Linked DNA regions of Mus musculus: regions 2 and 3 are each linked to region 1. A link is a contact called in public Micro-C and promoter capture Hi-C data. All regions are on one chromosome and are shown on one strand. The core of a region is the stretch at or near the end of the contact, and the rest is flanking DNA. Distances in the headings are between cores, read along the strand shown.

What was found. Promoter capture Hi-C pulls out the DNA fragments that hold promoters and counts their contacts. Hi-C and Micro-C count contacts between places; a contact is called where the count stands out from the background.
Region 2: a Micro-C map of embryonic stem cells shows a contact between it and region 1, with 2.6 times the contacts expected there. The contact joins the promoter of Kif7 here to the promoter of Abhd2 in region 1. A contact is called at or near these places in 1 of 39 promoter capture datasets (liver), 1 of 484 Hi-C or Micro-C datasets (embryonic stem cells) and 2 of 115 datasets of contacts at active chromatin or transcription factors (memory CD8 T cells and pancreatic cancer cells).
Region 3: a contact with region 1 is called in a promoter capture Hi-C map of the HPC-7 cell line, with 3 times the contacts expected there. The contact joins the promoter of Det1 here to the promoter of Abhd2 in region 1. A contact is called at or near these places in 9 of 39 promoter capture datasets (the C10 cell line, the HPC-7 cell line, cranial neural crest and 5 more), 2 of 484 Hi-C or Micro-C datasets (embryonic stem cells and pre-B cells), 2 of 115 datasets of contacts at active chromatin or transcription factors (the SCID.adh cell line and memory CD8 T cells) and 2 of 9 other capture datasets (adipose tissue and liver).

The regions. Positions count from the first base shown.
Region 1 is chr7:79,271,770-79,274,927 of GRCm38.p6, reverse strand. It overlaps Abhd2 (abhydrolase domain containing 2), which reads right to left and starts at 1,662. Exons shown (of 11, transcript NM_018811.6): 1 at 1,589-1,662. Gm31510 (predicted gene, 31510) reads left to right here and starts at 1,899. Exons shown (of 2, transcript NR_169073.1): 1 at 1,899-1,961; 2 at 3,071-3,158.
Region 2 is chr7:79,714,046-79,717,203 of GRCm38.p6, reverse strand. Kif7 (kinesin family member 7) reads left to right here and starts at 1,497. Exons shown (of 19, transcript NM_001291222.2): 1 at 1,497-1,539; 2 at 3,022-3,158. The coding sequence starts at 3,046.
Region 3 is chr7:78,845,733-78,848,890 of GRCm38.p6, reverse strand. It overlaps Det1 (de-etiolated homolog 1 (Arabidopsis)), which reads left to right and starts at 1,680. Exons shown (of 5, transcript NM_029585.3): 1 at 1,680-1,784.

The DNA of each region.
Region 1 (3,158 bases), core at 413-2,912:
GCCCCAAGTCACACAGCTAGGAAGAGGCAGAACGAAGATTTAAACCCAAGCACTTAGATGCCAAAGTCTGAGCTTCTACCCCCTCTGGACTCATCTAGAACTTCAAGAATGAGAACTCTGCCGGAAGTAGAATTCAAATCATGTCCTGCCTAGACCTAGGGTTCAAGGGATGGAACAACTCTTAGTCCTGACCCTGTGATGACCAGCCAGCTGTGACTACCCCAGGCCTTAGGTTTCTTCATCCGTACAATAAGGGGGAAGAGTTAGATGAGCATCAGCCTTTTGGCTTCTAAATATCATGCTGACCGCCAGCAGCGTGGACTGAGCTGCTTTTGGCTGCCTACCCGGACAAAGCTTCATTTATCTTCACCTGGGTAAAGCGGGTTATAATTATTTCTTCTGCTTCCCGACCTTCAGAGGATTATGTCCTTCCTAGTCAAGCAAATGAGGGGAGGCAGTGAGGAGGGGAAATGCATTCTGCTTAGTGTGACTGTAACCCAATGGTCCTTGAAAAGCTCTGGGCACAGATCATGTTGACTCTGCCAATCCTGCAATCTCTCCCAAGCCTGTTCTTGGAACCTGCCTCTGGGCCAGGTAAAACTTGACCAGCTGGAGGTGAGGGCACCACAAAAGAGGAACCAGAAAGTGGAACCCCCAACTGCGCACTTAAGGTGAACCACTTGATTAACTCAGCATTCAATATAATCTATTCCATTTGTACGCAGGCATGCACACATGCATTTGAGAGCTAAGACCTCAAAAAAGATCATTATGGGTGTATTCAACATCCCCTTGGAATCTAGCCAACTCCGGTAAGTCCCATCCTCGATACAGTCAATAAATGTTGTTCAGAGTGCATGGGTGGATGGAGAAGGGCCTCACAGATGGCTCATACAATTCTCCCCTTCCTAAGCATCCCAGACAGGTGGCTATCATCTGGCCTCTGGCTAGGCACTTCCAAGGTCGATGCTCTGGCTGCTCGGCCTGGCAGGCAGCCCGGGGCGCTGCTGGACAGATCTTGTGGGGAAAGCCCACGAAGCACCTAGAACAGTTGCCCCACAAGCTCAATAAAGTGCGCCTCCAAGTAGGTCAAAAATTGCTTCCCTACAACTTGAACCCATCGGTCGTAGGTGAGCCCCGGGATCCCAAAATGCATCGGCCCATCGAAAGGGCTTGTAGTCAGGCCCTTTCAGGTTTCCAGCATCCTGCACTCTCTACCCTGAGTCTGGCCGGCCAGATACCTCCCCCAGGACCAAGACTTCAGCATTGATCAGAGCGAGGGATGGCAGCCAGGAGGCCTCCGTCGGCCTTGTCCCCAACCTCGGTTCCTCGAGCAGGAGAGGACAAAGGACCTTTAGGAAGGCGTATCCCACCAATGGGTTGGGCTGCCCCGTCATCAGACAAGCTGGCCCTCTAGATCCCCGCAGTGCCAGGTGACAGTCCCCCAAACAGTCCCCACGGATCCGGAGCACTCAAGCTGCGGCGCGATGGGCCGAGCCACGCTGGGGACCGGGTAACTCGGGGTTCTGGCCCGACGCATCCAAGGCGCGATCCCTGTTTGGTGGAACTCGCCCAGCCGAGGTCTTACCTTCTCTCATTGACTCCAGCAGTCCAACCCGCCCGGAGTCCGGTTCCCGCAGCTCCGCAGCTGCCGGCTGCGCTCATAGAAATACAGCCGGAACCCCTGGCCAGCGCAGCTCCCGCCGCTACCGGCCCCGCCCAGGCAACTGCCGCCACGCCCCTGACGACCGCCTCTGCTACGCCCCCAAGCAAGGCTCTCCCAGTGTCCATTGGATCACCCAGCCGCCACTCTATTTGTTCATCGCGCTTGTTGCGTCTATATGGTGGCCCATTGGTCAGTAGGACTGCTCCTCAAGGTGGAGGCGGAGATTCTTAGCGGGCAATTCTCCTATAATTGGTTACTTTTGATGTCTTTAGCCAGTGGGCCTAGATGCTATTGGGTAAGGTCCTCCCCGAGGGGCGGGATAAGGGGAGCCGGCTAAAGGATGGGTTATGTTTGATGGTTGATGATACGGAGTAGAGGAGAGGGCCTATTGTGATGGCTTTCTGAGTTCTGGGGCAGAAAGGTCCGGAGTCTTATAGAGATGAACTGGGGAAAGAGATAGCCCAGCCGTGGGGTTCTCAGCACTGGTGTGCCCAGGAAGATGAACCTGTAGCTCAGGACGTAGGTGTTTGAAGTGTGGAGTCCTAACTTAGTAGAGCAGAGGTGGTGAGTCACTAAACCAGAAAGCAAGAGGTGGAGGCGACAAAGAGGTGGAGGCAGCAGCCTTTGACCTCTTTCAGCTAGGGAAGTGGGTGGGAACATGCAGGACTTTATGGACCTGTTACAGTCCCTATGATCTTTCAGCTTTTAACCAGCCCTTGTGGTTGGAGGCCACTTGGAAGAAGTGACCTTTGAAGTCAGACTGCAGTCTTGGCCGTGCCTTTTAGCCTTTTAGAGTTCTCACTGACTATATTTGGTAAGTGCTGGTTGCTGATAGAAGATCAGTACAGTGCGTGGTGTTCCACGGGCGTTTATCAAGACTAGCTATTCATCACTCACCCTCTCCATCCATGCACCTAGACTGGGTTCTACCATTCTGTGAACCTGAGGCTCTGTTCGCAACGGCACGTGCCTGATGGAGAGAATACTGACAACCCGAAAGGGAGCTCCAGTGAGGCAGCCACCGACACACTGCCAAGGCACGCAGTGTGGCTCCAAGAGAAGAGGCAGGAGACAGAAGGAACACATAGCCAGAGGAAGGAATTTAGATTTGAAGCAATGTTAAATTTTCTCTTAATACATTTCCGGACCCCGACAAGGAAAGCATGAGCCAACTCAAGGAGGAGGAGCCAGCACCGGTCTCCTGTTTGTTATTCCAGCAGGAAGCTGAGGCAGGAGGATTGCTTTACTTTGAAGCTACATAATGAGTCCTCCTCTGTCACAATGAGGCCTTGTCACAAACAAACAAAGCAATGTGAGCAAGTAGCAGCCTTTGAAGGCTACTTAGTGCGGATCCAGAAGTCCCTCTAAAATATCCCTCAGACTCCCCCATTTCTCATTTTGAAGGTATGGGACACCCCAGAGTGTGGACGGAAAGACTCTTGGAACTGCATTGAACCCCAGACCTTTCAAAGCACCCATAACTGTGGGACAG
Region 2 (3,158 bases), core at 248-2,747, 440 kb before region 1:
CACACCACGTGGTGATGCTCCCTCACTCCTCTGGGTACTTAGTGTCTGTAGATGACAGATCATACATGTGGGAGAGCAGGCACTGTTGTTGCCCCTGACTCAACCTGCTGGGGATTGTTAGTCTGGAACTCCTGCCCGTGCCCTGCACAAGTTGGGAAACCCATCTGCCCTCCTTTCCTCCAACTCTGCCCTCCCAGAGAAAATGTCTGGCTAACACATCATCACTTTATCACTCTTGGGCTCCCCGTTGCCAGCAACCCACCCAAGAGTGCCCACCCAGGGGCTCAGTTTTTGACCATGTGTGAACATCACCCCAGCTCCTTGCTGGCACTCCTCACCTAAACTCTATAAAAGCCCCTTGCTTTAGCGGATGTGTGACGTCACTGACCTCCACCTGTGAGATCGGTGAACCCACCAGAGATCTGCCTCCTAATAAACCTGCCTGTATCTACTTTTAATCTGGTCTAATCTGGCCTGTATCTGTGTCACCAAGGGAGAGAATATGCCTATCAGGGACCCCCGGCCCCTGCTTATCTTACCAATGAGACACCACATGGCCTCATCATTGGCCTCACTTCAGGCTGTGATTCTACTGTATGGGGCTGAGTGTTTTCTCATATAGATCTGGGAGAACTGGACATTTCTGCAGCCTTTAATTATGCTGCCTCTATAGCAGGCAGTCATCTGAATACATCTATCAAAATTTGTTTTTCTTTAGTGGTGTTTTAAGTGATAAATATGTATTCTGGGATGGTGGTGGTTATTCGTGGTACTTGGGATAAAAAAACAAGACTTCCCTCATGCTAGGCAAATGCCCCACTCTGCCTCTCCCAGTCTGCTTTCCAGATTTTTTATTTTTGTGTTTGTCCAGAGGCTACACCTCTGTAGCCAGGATGGTGCTGATCCCCTGCTGCTCAAGGATTCTGCAGAGTTCTGGGATTATAGGCATGGGCCACTCACCCTGGCTTGGATTCTAGATTTGAATTACAAATTCAACAAAGCATGGTGTTTCCAGTCAAAGAGATGGACAGCCAGCTTTGCCTCTCTGGATGACAAGTGTCCCTTGACAGTGACTCTAAACTGCGATTGAATCTCATAAATCCTAAAATGAGACATAGTTTTAGGAACTAAAACTTCCTAGGGAAGGTGGTTTTGTTGTTGTTACGTTTTGTTTTTAATGAGGATTATGGCTTAACCCTGGGAGCAGAAAGAAAGAAGTGGGTCTATGAGAAGACAGATGTCTGGTGCCGATTTCCCAGTTTTCTAAGACCTGAAGAGAAGCCACTGGCTGCTTCCCTGGGCCCGCCCCCCGGCAGAGGCCCGCCCCTCCCCCATAGGAGGGCCCGCCCAGCCCCGTCTGCGGACCGACTTGGAGGCGCCCTGCCTGCGCCTCCGCCCCCGAGCGCCGGGGCAGGCGGGGTTGCGGGTGAAGGGAGGGATGTTTGGGGGGGCGGGGGTCCCGATGACGGCATCGGAGCGCGCCGGGTCGGGGCGCCGAGCTTGGCTGCGCGTCCCGGGACTGCGCTCGCACTCTGGCAGGTGGGTGTGGGTCCCGAGGGGATGGAGGGCTAGACAGGGCTCACCCGGGAGGCGACTGAGCAGCCCCCCATCTGTGCCCCTCAGCTTACTGCGAGCTCCCTCACTGGGCGGGCCGGGCCAGGAGGAGCAGCCTGCGAGGGTCCACGTTTGTAATCACTTTTGCAAACTTTCCGGGAGGGCCTGTTCCCAGAGGCCGATCGCGCGGGTGGAGTTGTCAGGGCGCCTTTGAGGCTCGGAGCCTTGATTGTGGGGAAGGAGAAGCCGGGACCACACACAGCTCCAGAGTCTACCTGGGGATTGGAGTGCCGCCAGGCACTGTTACCTCTGTGTACCCAGGCTCCAGCACCTAACCAGAACCGAATGAATGAGCGGTTATACAAGCAGAGATGCTAAACAGTAAATACGAAAACAACGAAGTGTAGCGTGGGATACTGCGGTTGAAGAATGTGGTGAGAAAGGAGAAGGCGAGATTGGGGGCGGGAGGGGTCCTCACGGATTGCTAGATAGTATTGTACCCTGTGCTGGGTGCTGATGATAGAGTTCGAAATAGACAAAGAGGGTTCTTGCTTTCCATGGGGAGAGAGACTCTGGCTCTGGCATCCGTGTGGTCAGTGTCTGATGTGGGCAGCACAAAGGGCTGTCTGTAGTGGTGATGGGACAGAGCAGAGCAGCTTCCCTGGCCCTGTGGGGAAGGTGAGCCCAGCCCAAGCGTGGGTGGATGAAGATGGTAACACAGAGGTTGATGGCCTGAGAGGAAAGGCATGGTATTCAGGAGATGGGGAAGGTAGGGAGTGTGTTCTAAGCTTCCTTTATTGTTAGTGGGGTGTAAAAATGAGACTGTCACAACTGTGTTTTTGAAAGATGCTCTAGACTGCGCGGTTGGAGAGGTCGGGGAGACTGAAACTCGGAAAGGGAGCAGGCAGAAGTTATCCCTTCAGGGTGTCAGCAGCATGACTGGTTTTGGCAACAGGATGAGGAGTGTAGCTGATAATCTTGAGAGATACTTAGGAGATAGAACTGGCAGAGTTGGGGGTGGGTGGGTATGGGGGACTTTTGGTATAGCATTGGAAATGTAAATGAGCTAAATACCTAATAAAAAATGGAAAAAAAAAAGAACTGGCAGAGTTTAGTGATAGGAATTTGGTCTTGAAGGATCTTTTGGCTTCTTTGAAGAAGATGGGCAGGTGTCAAGCAGTTTCAGGGAGGAGCAATGGTAGAGACTTAGAAGGGGGAGTGGGACAGCTGGAACACAAAAACCGGAGATATCAAGTGCTGGGGCTTTTTTTATTTTTTATTTTTTGGCCAGGGGAGGATGTCAAGAAAAGTTACTGTGGCTTTATGGTTTTGTGGTTTGTGTCAGTTGGGTGCCCCTTTGGGCAGATGCTCTGAACTTTGACTACCCCTCCGTCAGTCTCCCCAAAGCTATGTGGTCTGGCCCCTGTAGTACAGGCCAGTGGCAAGGGCCTTTTCTTTTCTCTGCAGATTCCGTAGCTGCTGTCCTTCAAGATGGGGCTGGAGGCCCAGAGGCTGCCTGGGGCTGAGGAGGCCCCCGTGAGGGTGGCCCTTCGAGTTCGCCCATTGCTGCCCAAGGAGCTGCTGCATGGTCATCAGAGTTGCCT
Region 3 (3,158 bases), core at 431-2,930, 430 kb after region 1:
CAGGCCCAGAACTGAAGGAGCAGGCTTGAACTATTTCCAAGTTCAAAGCTTTTGCTAGTTTAAATTTATCCTTCTATCTGACCTCTCTACAACGAAGTCAGAACACTGTACACATTAGAGATGAAAAATACAAAAAGAAAAACCCAGACTCGGAGAAGCTGATGCGTGTCTTGAAGCCACATGGGGACCCACCTGTCCGAGTTGGGATCTGACCTGATGCCTTGAGTATTAGCACAGCCCTGTCCCATGTTTATTTTGCTTTGCTTTGGGGCAAGGTGTCATGTAGCCAAGGTCAACTTGCTGTGCAGCCAAGACAGGCCTTGAGCTACTGATTCCTCTGCCTCCCTTCCTAAATGCTGGGGTTATAATCTGTGGCCCCACCCCTACTGGCTCTTATTCTTGTATGAACTTGTGCAAGAGATGTATGTCCCCTTTGGGTCTCAGTTTCATCATGGGAAAGGAAGAGAGTTGTGGCTGGAAAGCTTTAGTAATATTTTATCAAGACTTCAAGTATTTAGGGCTAACAGGTTTAATACTTGGGATAACCTTAAGAGGCAGGTATAGTCATTTTCCAGAAAAAGGCATGAGGTTTCTAAAGCCAGCACCTAAGAATACTGAGCCTGGAAATGGTAGGACTGGGCCAGAAACCTATCATTCTCTTCATAGTCAGTCTATATCCCCAAGTCACCTTTCCCCTTTAGACCTTAATTTTCCTCTCTCCCTGGTCAAAGTCAACACATATCCCTTTCTCATGTGTTGGTCTGCAGAGATATTCATTCTCTGAGTCCTTTGGGTATGGAGAGGGTTGGGAGAGAGAGCAAGGCTCAACCTAGCCTCTAATTCTATATCCTATGTCTCAGAAGAGCTGGGGATATAGAATGGAGATGGCATGGGGGTCCAGAAGAGATAGACCACAATGGATTACTGATGGAATATTTACTGAGATTCTATAAGATGTCAAACCTTGTTATGGGGTGGGAGGTGGGGCTGGAACAGAAAATAAGACAAAAATCCCTGTTCTCAGTTTATAATCTACCAAAGGGAGGAGAGACACAACAAAGCAATACACATCAACAGAAACAGATATTTGACAGTGGTGGGTGAACAGTGGCGGTGGCTACCCAGAAGCCTTAAGAGAAGATATTTTGGGTTTGGTTTCCTGCCAAAGCATCAAAAATAAACCATACACCCAAATACAAACGCGCGCGCGCGCACACACACACACACACACACACACACACACACACACGCAAGCACAAAGGAGAGAAGCCACCGACTCACAGGGAAGAAATAGCTTGTAAGAAAAAAGAAAATTAAATGAAGTAACGTGTAGGTGAAAAGGCCAGTCAATGGTATTGGATTCATTTAGTACAGAAGCTTTTATTGTATCCCCACGTGCAACCACGAGCATGGAAAACGCAGTGACATGGTGCATGTATAATCCATCTTCCACCAGTATGCAAGAAGCAGGTGAAAACTTAACTCCTACTCATAGTAGTTATGAACGTGCCTTGGATCACTTGGTCCGGGGCTTATCCAGCCTCTATGGTCTCGATCTCTCCTCCGGACGCCAGGGTGCGCTGCGCCGCTCCTTAGCTGCATGGCGTCTCGATCTTCCGATCTTCCCTTCTCGCTGCGCAGCGCTTCCGGTAGCGGGCGGAAACCCGGGCTGGTGGCTGCCGACGCCGGGGTCCCGAGGCATGGTGGGGGCGGGGCCGGGGGAGGTGTGCGCGGAGCAGGCTAGGGCGACCCTTGCCCTGGCCCCATGAGCCAGGACTCGACAGGTGAGGACTTGCCCTTTGCGGCCCGCGAGAGCTCCGCGGCGGGCTCCTCCCCGCATGCTCGCCGGGTCTCAGGAGCTCCGGCCCCCGGCTTTGCCCGGGGAGGCCCCGCCCTGGGCTTTTCTTTCCGGGGGCGACCATGGGCATGTGTGTCTGCCTCTTGGCATCCTTTTCTTGTTTTGGAAGCAGTCGCCAAGAGTGTGGGGACATGTGCACTTGCTCCAACGAGGAATAAACCTTGCGTTCACACAATTAGTGACCCGCTTTAGCCAGGCTTTCGTTTCAGACCGCACCGCACCAAAGCGTCTACCATGTGCCAGCCCCAGGGCTGGAAGAGTATACCGCGGTGACCGAAGTAGACCTGGTTACTTCCATTAGAGAGGGTACAGTTCAACGAGGAGACTCAAACATTAAACACAACCATGCAAGCGACCGTGTAAATTAAAAAAAAAAAATGTGACAGATGACTAGAGAAAGAAACAAGAAAAAGATGAGTCCTTTAGGTGGGGTGGTCAGAAAGACTTCCCCAAAACTTGACACTACTAACGTTGCAACGAGAGAATTTATGGCGTGGACCGGAGAGAATGTCTTCCGGAAAATGAAAGTTCCCCTGTGGTTACCCACGTTAGCCAAGAAGATGGCTTGAGGTATGCCCACCGTTTAAGAAGGAAGCTTGCTACGTGTTAAGCACTGTGGTGGGCATACAACAGATAAGTGTATACTTGACCCAGAGAGATCACCATAAATATACACATTAGTAAAATACAGAGAGTTGCAATTGAGTGGCTAGTGTGTTGGAATCTATGTCTCACTAAGTGAAGGAAGGCCTTCAAAGACAGGATGATGAGGCTGATATTGGAGACAGTTCTCAAAGGTGAAGAATTTAGTGTCTACAAAAGACCAGATAGTAGAGTTCAGTGTGTGGTCTGTTGCAGTCACTCTGCTCTTTTCCTAGGGCTAAAGTGGCTCTAGGCAATATGCAAATGAGCGAGTGGCTTTCAGGGAAGGGTTCCTTCCAAAAAACAACCAGAGGTGGTAGTTTAGAGACCTGACTCCCTCTGGTCTGGCGGCTCTGCAAGCCTTTTAGATCTTTATCCAATGGATGTAGCTTGTATGAGGATAAGCTTGAAACAAAAGGATTGCAAAACAATACCCTGACTATGTGTTGTAAGGGTTTTGTTTGTTTTGTGGTCCTGGGGAATCTGTTATGCTGCTCTTTATGAAAGCCTTTGCCAGAACACTACTACCACCTCCAAGCTTTTGAGATAGATCTCTCTCTCTCTCTCTCTCTTTCTATTATTGATGTGCAAACCTTCTTTGTTGGCCATTTGTATTTGAATCTGGGTTTGTGGCTATTTGTCGAGTTCTAAGAGTTCA